2 separate regions of the Zea mays genome follow, and region 1 is linked to region 2. The links are chromatin contacts, called in public Hi-C maps. All regions are on one chromosome and are shown on one strand. Each heading gives the region's core, a stretch centred on a gene start, on an enhancer-like site or on the middle of the called end of the contact. The rest is flanking DNA. Distances are from core to core; before and after follow the strand shown.

The links. A called contact is a pair of places that touch in the nucleus more often than the background predicts.
Region 1: a Hi-C map of tassel shows a contact between it and region 2, with 3 times the contacts expected there. The contact joins the enhancer-like site here to the promoter of LOC100191755 in region 2. A contact is called at or near these places in 3 of 25 Hi-C or Micro-C datasets (ear, root tip and tassel) and 1 of 3 datasets of contacts at active chromatin or transcription factors (leaf).

Annotation. Positions count from the first base shown.
Region 1 is chr7:120,607,680-120,613,742 of Zm-B73-REFERENCE-NAM-5.0, forward strand. No RefSeq gene overlaps it. Among protein-coding and RNA genes, the nearest start is that of LOC103632762, 18 kb to the right of the region's middle. Within about 2 kb of position 2,187, at least 18 of the 20 cell types and tissues checked have an H3K27ac peak or open chromatin away from gene starts, as enhancers often do. A contact at or near this core is called in ear, leaf, root tip and 1 more, where this site is marked.
Region 2 is chr7:120,459,991-120,466,170 of Zm-B73-REFERENCE-NAM-5.0, forward strand. It overlaps LOC100191755, which reads left to right and starts at 2,938. Exons shown (of 1, transcript NM_001137182.1): 1 at 2,938-4,820. The coding sequence starts at 3,133. The coding sequence ends at 4,464.

The DNA.
Region 1 (6,063 bases), core at 937-3,436, 150 kb after region 2:
CGCCGCCTAGGTTTGGGTGGATGGGTTCTTAAAAGGGTTGGGAGAGATAGGGTTAGTTGTTGTACTTATTGCCTGTTAGGTTGTACACCTAATTTTACTGGGTGAATATTATCCATGGGTAATCGGGTTTGGGTGATTGCTTCCCATTCCCATACTCGCTTACCCAATGGATGAGAATTTTATCCTATATTTATATCCATGAGGATTATTTTTGTACTATTCCCTAAGCCTAATAAGAAAATTTCTTATAGGTTAGCGGGTGTCCAGTCCCATTGACATCTATGTACATAACAACCTCCACGGACAACCCAAAACGAGAAAATTACACCGTAAAGTCTTGATATAAGCTACATATAAACAACCAAATTTAGACATGCTAATAGGGCACCACAAGTCATAACTCCAGTATGTATGCCTGGGAATATCCAACAATTAATTTTGATGATATACAAGGTATACACACGCATGCATGGTGTTAGTTGGGCTTCTTTTCTATCCGTCTATTGTCATTGGTCTATCAAAAACCACAGTTTGCCGGTCCAATCCTATCCCACACTTTATGTATCCTTCCCCAGGGTGGAAATGCATGATAGTGGCATCCCGTCTGTCTGCCACATCTCGCCCGCCCCTAATCCTCTCACCTCTTCCAAATTGTAAGGCTATATATATCTCTAGTCGTTCTCCTGTCTCATTTCCTATCCCACCTATTTCAAATCCCACCGTAAACAGTGCTATCTATAGTGCAGAACATAGGTCGCGACTACCAGGCTACCAACTCAATGATATGAGCATATACAATGATGTTAATATAGAGGCTTTTGAGGTGTCTAAAAAGGATATTTGCAAAAAAAATAGAGTCACATCTCAATAAAGAGATGTCTCTAGCTCGTAACTTAAGTAGTAACAGACGTCTTCACTTCTCTTGTATGAATACATCGTTTGTTATGTTGATTCGATGCTCTATATACACATTTACTTATGTATTTATTAATAGACTGTAATTATAGACAATCTATTGTATAATAGTCCCTTAGTTGTCACTTGTGCTTGAAGAACCATTTTGGTGTCTCTCCACTATACATGCCCTCACTACCGGAATCCGGCTCTTTACCGAGTGCATTTTGTCGGACACTAGTCAAAGCATTCTTTGTCGAGTGCCACACTCGACGAATTAAGACTCTCGACAACGACCTCGTTTACCGAGCGTGAGACACTCCACATAGAAATACACTCGATCGACAAAGACCCCATTGCCGAGTGTCAAACTCTCGATGAGACGCGACGCTCACCAAGGTGACGTCAGGAGCCATCTACAGCTGACGGTCGTTGTCGATGTACAGTTTACCAAAACTTCTTTGCCGAGTGTAACACTCAAGCTCAGCTGTGTCCGGTAGTGCCTTATACATATACTCCCTCCGATTTCCTATTAGTTTTCGTTTTGGACAAGGTTTAAGTCAAACTTATAAAATTTTGACTAGAAATAACTATTTTGTTATTTAGTTTTGAAACTTAATATTTATATGATAATAAGTATTTTTATAAAAATATAAATATATTAAAATTTTATTTGTATTTTAATAAAAAATATTAACCAAAGTTATATTTTCGAAGTCTGTGTCGTTGTTTTAAAGGACAACTAAAATATAGGAACCCGGAGGAGGGAAAGGGCATGACGGTAGCATGCAGCCAATGGTAGCTCGACAGCTTTGGTTTGAAAATACCCCAGTCCTGAATCCTAGAACCATCACCGGCCAGAAAAAAAATCGCCGATCTTTATTAATGACTAAAAGTGAGGTTCGTTCACTGCATGATTTTGCTGGGCTGTCGCCAAAGCTTTACAGAGAGAATCATATGGGTGTGGACTGACGTTGCATTCGCCCTCGTTGATCCAATCCTCTCGCGGCGGCGGCAGGGGGCTTGCAGAACCAGAGAATAATCATCCGCACTTGCCGCGAACGCAGGAATAAAACCTGGTCCCGTTGCGCGCGCCTTCTGGATCAGGACTCACTACTATTGCTGCCAAACGCATACTACGCCAGAAAAGGCAAGGAAAACCTAATCGGATCCGATGGCCAGCCGGCCGCTATTGCATCGTGTACTCGGATGCATATGCATGCTCCGTGGGCCCCGGGAATCTACGTGTTCGCTCCTGATAGGATACTGACGTCAGGATCGATGGCCACCCCTCTCTTCGGCGCGAGTGATCCTCTGCGGCCAGAACATGTGCCGCCGCCGCCGCAAAGGCGCGCGCGGTGGGGGTTGCACCGCGTGTTGCGGTCACGTCCAGACGCGCTGGCCGGGGGCCTTCAGGCAGGTCTCAGCGTCCCGTGAAGAAAGAGAGACACGGCCTTCAGGTCTGTGCACGACGGCTCACTGCCACCACACACACCGTCAGAGAAGTCAGAAGCCTGGAGAGGGGGCATGGATGTGGATCTCGTCTGCTGTCTGCACAACCACATCCACGAATTCCGGCTACCATGTGTCGGTGTCGCAAGGCTCATCAGTACGATATCTGGTCTCACTGATGATCGTCTCTTGATCCCACGCTTTTTCTCATCTCCATGTAACTCGTTGGGTCCGCTGAGTAACGAGTTGTTTAGTTTGAGGAATCACTCTATCAAAATAAAATAATGTATCATAAGTCCATTTCTTAAGTTTGGTGGGATAAACTTATTCTTCATGTTAATAGTAACTAACTAGCTATAAGAAATGAGGTGATGATGGATCAACTTAATCTATTCCACAAACCAAACAAAAAAGTAAGTAGTGAGTAGATGATGGACTAACTTATTTCTCAAACCAAACACCCTATAAGAATTTCATCGTAGTTTTATTAAAGTTAACGTTTCATTTGTATTTTATTTGGGAAAAAGTATAGATGATCCTTAAACCTTTAGAGTGTAATCTACTTCACCCATTTACCTTAAAAATCGGTTGTTTAACTCTCTGGGCTTTATAAAACTAGACAAATAACCCATTTGCATTTTTAGTTGTTGATTTTGATCACATGATATTTGTTGGGGGTCTTCCTCTTCCGAAGATCCTAAAGAAACATGACTAACCATCTGATTTCAGCATAACATGGATTATTACAGAGAGCTTCGGCTTCAGGATATAAGTTTTCTCCTAGGGCAAAGGTGTACAAGTCGAAGATATAGCTCAAAGACGATAATAGTGAACGTTGAAGCTATAGACGAAGAGTAACATCTTCGGCTTAATACGGTGTTGAAGATCAAACATGATGCTAGCCCGAAGAGAAAAAGACTAGCCAGTCTCTAATGATTTATGTTATAGTTGTGAATAAATATTGAGAACACAAATGTACTTTTACTCGGTTTGCGTCCCGTGCCTATAAATAGATGAACAGTAGCATTGTACTGTTCACGCTGGATTGTAATCGTTCTCACGTCAGCACCTTCGAACAAGCCAAAGGTATCAATGTAATGTAAATTTTGTTAATGTTCATGTGTACATTATGAAATACATATGTGAATGAGACAACAGTTTACATTCATTATTGTCGGCGTTTCGGACCCGGGGGGTCCCTGGACCGACGAGTAAATTTGTCGCTGCGTGTCCCTGCCCAGATGGGTTGGCGCGAGATGGAACACAAGGGAGAAACGCGGCTCGTATTATCTCGCACCAGGGGGATGTGCTCGTAGTAGGGGTTACAAGCGTTCGCGCGAGAGAGAGTGAGCCTGTTCGTTAGCTCGTTCCCCCGCGCGACCCCTCTCGCATGAAGGCCCTGGACCTCCCTTTTATAGATGCAAGGAGAGGGTCCAGGTGTACAATAGGGGGTGTAGCTATGCGCTAACGTGTCTGGCAGAGAGGTGCCTGAGCCCTGTGTACATGCCAACGTGGTTGTCGAATAGGTGCTAGAGCCCTGTGTACGTGGTAACGTGGCCGTCGGAGAAGTGCCTGAGCCTTGTAGAAGCACAGCTGTCGGTGCTGCTGGGATCCTGCTGACGTCTCCTTGCTTCCGTAGGGGGCTGAGAACCACCGTCGTCATGGACGCACGCGGGGAGCCATCATTATTGTTTCCGGGGCGAGCCAGATGGGACGCCGGTCTTGTTCCCTCGTAGCCTGAGCTAGCTGGGGGTAGGGTAATGATGTATCCCCCGTGGCGCGGTTGGTCCGAGCCCAAGGTCGGGCGAGGCGGAGGTTTCTCCTGAGGCCGATGCCGGGATCGAGCGAGGACGCGATTCCTCCCGAGGCCGAGCCCTGGGGTCGGGCGAGGCGGAGACCTCCTTCCGAGGCCGAGCTTGAGGCTGAGCCCTGGGGTCGGGCGAGGCGGAGACCTCCTTCCGAGGCCGAGGTTGGGCGAGGCGGAGCTTCCCGTTGCGCCCAAGGCCAGACTTGGCTGTTGTCAGTCTCACCCTGGTGGGTGGCACAACAGTCGGAGCGGGGCGAGCGGCGTTGTTTTCCTGTCAGGTCGGTCAGTGAAAGGGCGAAGCGACTGCGGTCACTTCGACCTTGCCGACTGAGGCACGCGTGTCAGGATAAGGTGTCAGGCGATCCCTGCATTGAATGCGCCTGCGATACGGTCGGTTGGTGAGGCGATTTGGCCAAGGTTGCTTCTCGATGAAGCCTGCCCGAGCTGGGCCTCGGGCGAGCCGAGGGTGCGCCCACTGCCTGAGGAGGCCCTCGGGCGAGGCGTGAATTCGTCCAGGACTACTGTTCCCGCCCGAGGTCGGTCTCGGGCGAGGCGAGTTTGCGTCCCTTGGTAGACGAGGCTTTGACCTGAACCGCGCCCATCAGTCTTTGCGGTTTGTGCTGATGGTGGTTACCAGCCGTGTTTAGGAGAGTTGGGGGTACCCCTAATTACGGTACCCGACAGTAGCCCCCGAGCCTCGAAGGGAGTGATGGTACTCGCTTAGAGGCTTTGCCGCACTTTTTTGTGAGGGGATCGGCCTTTCTCGGTTATATTTTGTTCCGGCGGGTGCGCGCGAGCGCACCCGCCGGGTGTAGCCCCCGAGGCCTCGGAGGAGTGGTTTGACTCCTCTGAGGTCTTAATGCCTTTCGTGATGCCTCAGTCGGCCTGGTTGTTCCCTCATGCGACGTGATTGTGGCCCGGGTGCATGGTCAGGTCTCGGGTTTCTGAGCTGGTTTTGTTGACGCTGTCAACGATTTGGCCATAGCCGGGTTGCGAGAGAAGCCCTCGAGCCTCTGCATGGAGCAGGAGGACGATCAAGGACTGTCTCGACTTTTATCATACGCCCCTTCGTCGCCTTTCCGCAAGGAGGAAGGGGGGAAAGCGCCATGTTGCCCTCGAAGGGCGCCGAACATGGTGTTTCCAGTGAGCTGCTAACGGGTGATCCGAGTGGACACCCGTGCCCTGTTCGATAAGGGTCGGCTAGTGGCCCAGAGGCGTGCTCCAAAAGTACCTACTGGTGATTTGCCGGACCCGGACCCATTCGATAGGGTCCGAGGGCTCGATGCCTCCCTCTGATGGGATTCCATTACAAAATCGCTCCTGCTGGTCTCGGAAATGTCCTAGGGTACCTCGGGAGCGTAGCCCGAGCCTCGGCCATGCAACGGACGTACCCAGAGTCATCCCTCGCTCTGCGTGTTCTGGGGCGGCTGTCGAACCCTTCCGAGGGGCCAGCCTTCGAACCCCTGATCAGTAGTGGGCGCGGAACCTGAATGCTCTGGGGCGGCTGTCGAACCCTTCCGAGGGGCCAGCCTTCAAACCCCTGATCAGTAGGAGGGCTCAGGGCCCGCTTCCTTCGCGGAGAAGGATCCCTTTCGAAATATCCCCTTTCCCGGTCCCTGTAGCAAGAGAGAGAAAGGGGAAGAGGAAAAGGGTATGAATTTAAATGGTGTGGCGCACCTTTTTTGACGCGGTCATCATGGCGGAGGTGAAACGACGCCCGCTTCGCCTGCCAAATGTGTCGCTTGCCCTGCCGAGGAGTTAATGCGACGGGACGGGCGATTCGCGGGGCAGCCGTTGCACGTGCTCGAGTCGTTCGAGGAACGGGCGTTTCACCTTCGAATTTGAATTTCACGGCGAGTTTGGGCGATGTTTTGAATAGATCTCGCTCGGGCCTTTATATACCCAGAAGA
Region 2 (6,180 bases), core at 1,688-4,187:
AGTGAGTTGGAGGATCACAAATGAGCTCAATGTGTGCAAGGAATGGCCAAGAGAGGTCTCACACACGAGCTCCCCTTCTATTTATAGTCCCCCATCTAAAACCAACCGTTATGTGCAAAAGGGGGCAGTTCTGCGCACACGCGGACCGTCCGCGCCCTAGGGCCGGACGGTCCGCCGTACACCATAACGGCTATAATGACCGTTGAAACATGTCAGAGCAGACTCAAAAGGTGGGTCCGGACAGTCCGCCCTTCAAGGTCGGACCGTCCGCGACCTGGCAATTTCAAACACCCGAGCCTCGGATCAAACGGAGTTAACACACGCGGACCGTCCGGCTATAAATCCCGGACCGTCCGCGACCTGAGACAGTACTGTCCGGACTGGTCCCCCGGACCGTCCGTAGTACAAATCTATAAAAACACACAGTCCCTGTCCAAAAACGAGTTAGACACATGCGGACCGTCCGCGCCTCACAGGCGGACCGTCCGCCTATAATTCAGGGACTGACCCGAAGCCACCTTCCTCTGGTCAGGACTGCGGACGGTCCGGCCCTAAGGCCCGGACGGTCCGCAGTGCAAAAGAACACAGAGTCAACACAAATGGTCAAACCTCGGACCCTCTGGAGGATCGCGGACGGTCCGCCCCCAAGGGTCGGACAGTCCGCGCGACCAAGACTTCTCAAATTTCAAACAAGCTTTTGAATGAACTTTTAACTCACGAAATGAGAAGCGCTGTTAGTCCTTATGCAAATGCAACTACTTGATGCTCTATGAGGCACTAAGTTTTACACAGATCTAAGTCATTGACCCCTCTTAATAGTACGGCTATCTAGCCTACTAATCCGGTCAAGTATCTTCTCTAAACTCCTCAAGACCGGCAAAAGTAAAACCTATATTATACCTTTGCCTTCATCTGATCCACAACCAATGCGTATGACTCTTCAACATTTCCTGTTCTATGTGGTCCAACCCTGCATTCTAATTTCTCCAAGAATCGTTAGTCCACAAGTAGTTGTCATTAATTACCAAAACATTACCAAAGGGGCCTAGATGATTCACATCCGCGCGTGCGCAGGGGGCGACGAAGGTCACCGGCGGCGCCTAGATCTCGCTCCGGGGAGGGACCCCCGTCGGGGAGGAGAGATCCTAGGAGTTGTCTAAGCTCGGCAGGCCGACCTAGACTCCTCTAATCAACATAGAGCCGAAGAGAAGCGGAGAATTTGGGGATTGGAATACTAAACTAGAACTAAACTAGAGCTACTCCTAATGCATAAGGTAAAAACGAGAAATAGACTTGATTTGATCGATTGTTGGGGGTTCAATCGGTCGTAGCCCTTCATTTAAATAAAGAGGGAGGTCTGGATCCGTTTCAAACTGTTTCCCGATCTAATCCCGCGGTTTTAGGTAACAAACCCCACGAGAAACTAGGAACCCTAACTAACTCTGCGCAAACGCGGACCGTCCGCGCCACCACCGTGGATTGTCTGGACCGCGGACCGTCCGACCTCTGGGTCGGACCGTCCGCGAGGCTCTTTTTAGTTTTCAACATATGCCCCCCTGCCTTTTGGTGAAGGTTGACGAACCAAAAACATATGAACTAAACCTGATGTAAGTCACCGGCTTTTCAATATGGAGATCATTATAACACGCAACCAAGAGCAATACAAAGGACCAACACTACACTAGACGTAGGGTGCTAACCTAAACTAGTATAAACCCCCTCGAGTCACACGATTCACCATTCGGAGCGAGTCCGTGCTAGCCTCCCCCGCGGAACACAAATTTTAATGTGTCCCCAGTTTCCGAAACCACGACACTATGGTCTTCCTGCTTTTTAATTATGTACATGAGACCATGGGTTTTTAGAGTTTTGGTGAAGAAAGGCACCATGCAACTATAAAGAATCAACTTGAGACATTTTTGCTTCTTGTAAGAAGAGTGTATGACTCTATTAGTTGCCATGATCTCGAAAGTTTAGCTATTAAAATGGTTAAAGTTGAAAGACATGTAGCATTTTCATTGGTCTACCGCCTCATCGAGTCTTACTAGTGACAATAACATATGTAGAGAGAGCATTTTCAGCTAGGAATATAATCAAGACCGTTTTGTGCAATAAGATAGGCGATGGATGGCTCAATTACTCGATGATTTGCTATACCGAGAGAGTGGTATTTAGATGACTTGATGAAACAATTATGAAGCGATCCCAAGCTATAACGAAAAAAAAATCAAAGGATGCAATTGACCAAATCTCATAGTCAAATGTAGCATCGTTTATAAGATACGTCACCAGATTTTTTTTAATTTAGCGATGTCCGTATGGACATATTTCATCATGCTCGTTATATATGTAAGATTTAAATTTTGAGAGCTTCATCATAGGTAATTTAAATCCTAGATCGGTCGCTGGCACATGAGTCATTTAATAGGTGGATGTTATATGTAAAATTGATGTTCTAAAAACAACGCTATTGTAATATCTTATCATCGTGGCATTATTTTTTCAATGTAACGCATGAGTATTTATCAAGTAATGGAAAAAGATATACAGAGAGAGATCAAGCGATAAAAGTAGAGAAAAGTAGGTAACATAAACCTTTACTACGGCCTCATGTCGAGAAACGAAGTCCATTAGACCACGCAGCCACGGCCAAGTTGGCTGGCCGCTGCCGTGCATTTGAAAATGATAATCGACTTAAGATCCGCTAATAATGGATTAAGAAATGGGCCCAGTAATCATTCCGGCCCACGCGCAGCTGCCGTCGCCGCGACCACATCTCCCAAATCCCAATCCATGGCGGATGGCTAATGGGTAATGGCGCTACCCAAGATACCCATGCGCCACCATAAAGCCCGGCGCCTGTGTCGTGTGAGGGAGCGTCTGAGCTCGCCAGAAAAGACCCTGACAGTCCGACACCCGCAAGCCACAAAGTGCAGCCTCGTTGCTACAGGAATGCTGAGAAATGTCTGACCTTGCCGGAAAGCGCAACCTGCGCAGTGGCCGCAACTGCCACCGCAAGCACGTCGAGGACGGGTAGGTTCATCGGTCTCGTCGCCGGGTTTTCAGGTAAAGTCAGGTCAGGCCAACTCTGTCGAAGAAGGAACATCGAAGAAAGGAAGGAGGTGGGCGGCAATGGAGGATGCGATGGCGGCGGACGGGAAGAGCGTGCTGCAGGGGCGGTACGAGCTGGGGCGGGTGCTGGGGCACGGCAACTTCGGGCGGGTGCACGCGGCGCGGGACCTGCGCACGGGCCGCAGCGTCGCGGTCAAGGTGGTGGCCAAGGACAAGCTGGAGCGCGCGGGCATGGCGGAGCAGATCAAGCGGGAGATCGCCGTCATGAAGATGGTGTCCCACCCCAACATCGTGGAGCTGCACGAGGTGATGGCCACCCGCTCCAAGATCTACCTCGCGCTCGAGCTCGTCCGCGGCGGGGAGCTCTTCTCCCGCATCGCGCGCGCGGGGCGGGTCCGGGAGGACGTGGCGCGCTGTTACTTCCGGCAGCTCGTCGCCGCGGTCGACTTCTGCCACGGCCGCGGGGTGTTCCACCGAGACCTGAAGCTCGAGAACCTGCTCCTCGACGAGGTAGGCAACCTCAAAGTGGCGGACTTTGGGCTCAGCGCGCTCGCCGGGCACGCGCGCTCCGACGGGCTGCTCCATACCGCCTGTGGCACGCCGTCATACGTCGCCCCCGAGGTGCTCGGCGGGAAGGGCTACGACGGCGCCAAGGCGGACCTCTGGTCCTGTGGCGTCATCCTCTACGTGCTCCTCGTTGGCAGCTTGCCATTCCACGAGGACAACCTCATGGTCATGTACCGGAAGATGCAGCGCGGCGAGTTCCTCTGCCCGCCGTGGGTCTCAGCGGACGCCCGGAAGCTCATCGGCGAGCTGCTCGACCCCGACCCGAGCACGCGCATCACCGTCGCTCGCCTCGTCGAGACGCCGTGGTACCGGAAGCCGTTGCCCGTCCTGCCGCCGCTCAACCTCAAGGAGCCAACCCCGGACGCGCGCCGCGCCACCTCTGACAAGGAAGAGCCCGAGGTGCTGAACGCGTTCCACCTCATCTCTTTCTCGGAGGGCTTCGACCTGTCCCCGCTCTTCGACCAGGGCCGTGGCGGCGGCGTAGGGAGGTCTAGCGCGGGCGGCATCCGTTTCGTGACGCGCGAGGCCGCCAGCAGCGTGGTCTCCCGTCTGGAGTCGCTGGTCACCGGCCGCGGAGCCAACATGCGCGTGACAAAGAGCGGCTCGCGGGGCGTTCGTTTGGAGGCCGTGTCGCGCGGGCGCTCGGGGGCGCGGCTGGCAGTGGCCGCGGAGATCTTCAGCGTGGCGCCGTCGGTGCTCCTGGTGGACGTGAAGAAGGACGGCGGCGACACGATGGAGTACCGGTCGTTCTGTAGCGAGGAGCTCCGGCCGGCGCTCAAGGACATCGTCTGGGCCTCCAGCCAGGACACACCGGGCGCCGCTTGATGTCGTCGCTGTCGCTCCTGCCACCATTATTGTCCTTGCCCATCAATTGCTGTTGGTGTCCGTGTAGGGGGGGTCGTGCTCGTGCATTATTGTTTGGTGACGAAGTGATGTTTGTTTGTCGTTTGCCACTCTCGTAGTTGGTTTCTGCTGTGGTGCAGCGGCTGCTGGCAGTTGCAGTTGGGCTGTTGCCCGCGGGGCGCGAGCAAAGCAGAATCAGCGGGAACTAGCATTCGTATCCTGCATGCACGCCCATACCGTGTCAGCTCTGAAGTGGGAAGAACTGTAACAAGTAGTAGTACGAATGTACCAGGGTGATGTGCTTTCGAGTCACTTGTGTATATATTCATTTTTTTATCAGCTTACCGTGTCAGCTTTGATTGAGGGTGATGAGTTGTGGAGTAATGTCCACAATTACATCTTCATATGTATATAGAAAAAAAATGCTTATAAAAATAATTAGACAAACTAGATTATCCCTCATTAAAGTATCTAGCCTAAACAATATCCATCTCATCTTAAAAGATTCTATCCTACACTCATAGATCCATCTTATCTTAAAAGATACTCTATTACCTTAGTAGATTCATCTTATCTTGAAAAAAATGTCACCCTAATAGATCTAACTGACCTCAAAAGATTCTACCTTATCCTTATGGATTTATCTTGTTCTAATAGGCATACATATCCCACTCTACAGTAACAACCATGATCTAGCCTAAAATAAATGGATCTTATCCAGTTATACCAATCTGATCTAGATCCCACCTAATCTAACATGATCTAATCCAAATTGAGTTACTTAAATAAGTTAGATAATGTTAGCGACATAAATTAGGCCCTAATTCTGTAAACATATCTTACCCTAAATTAATACCTTAGACTACCTCGTCTGTAAACAACAACCTAACCTACATCATAGGTTGTCTAATCCAGATATCACAAAAGCAAAGTAAAACTTTGTTCAAACCTACCTACATCGTTGTCGGGGACCATAATTAGGGGTACCCTCAAGACTCCTAAATCTCAGCTGGTAACCCCCATCAGCACAAAGCTGCAAAGGCCTGATGGGTGCGATTAAGTCAAAGGTCGGTCCATTCGAGGGACGCGATCACGCCTCGCCCGAGCCCAGCCTCGGGCAAGGGCAGCCGACCCCAGAGGATCTACGTCTCGCCCGAAGACCCCCTCCAGCAACGGGCACACCTTCGGCTCGCCCGAGGCCCAGTCTTCACCAAGAAGCAACCTTGGCCAAATCGCCACGCCAACCGACCAAATCGCAGGGGCATTTAATGCAAAGGAGGCCTGACACCTTTATCCTGACGCGCGCCCTCCGGTTGACAGAGCCGAAGTGACCATAGTCACTTCGCCGCTCCACTGACCGGCCTGACAAGAGGACAGCGCCGCCTGCGCTGCTCTGACTGCTGTGCCACTCGACAGAGTGAGGCTGACAGCAGCCAAGTCCGGCCTCAGGCGCCATAGGAAACTCCGCCTCGCCCGACCCCAGGGCTCGGACTCGGGCTCAGCCCCGGAAGACGACGAACTCCGCTCCGCCCGACCCCAGGGCTCGGACTCGGGCTCAGCCCCGGAAGACGACGAACTCCGCTCCGCCCGACCCCAGGGCTCGGACTCGGGCTCAACCCCGGAAGACGGCGAACTCCGCTCCGCCCGACCCTAGGGCTCGGACTCGGGCTCAGCCCCGGAAGACGACGAACTCCGCTC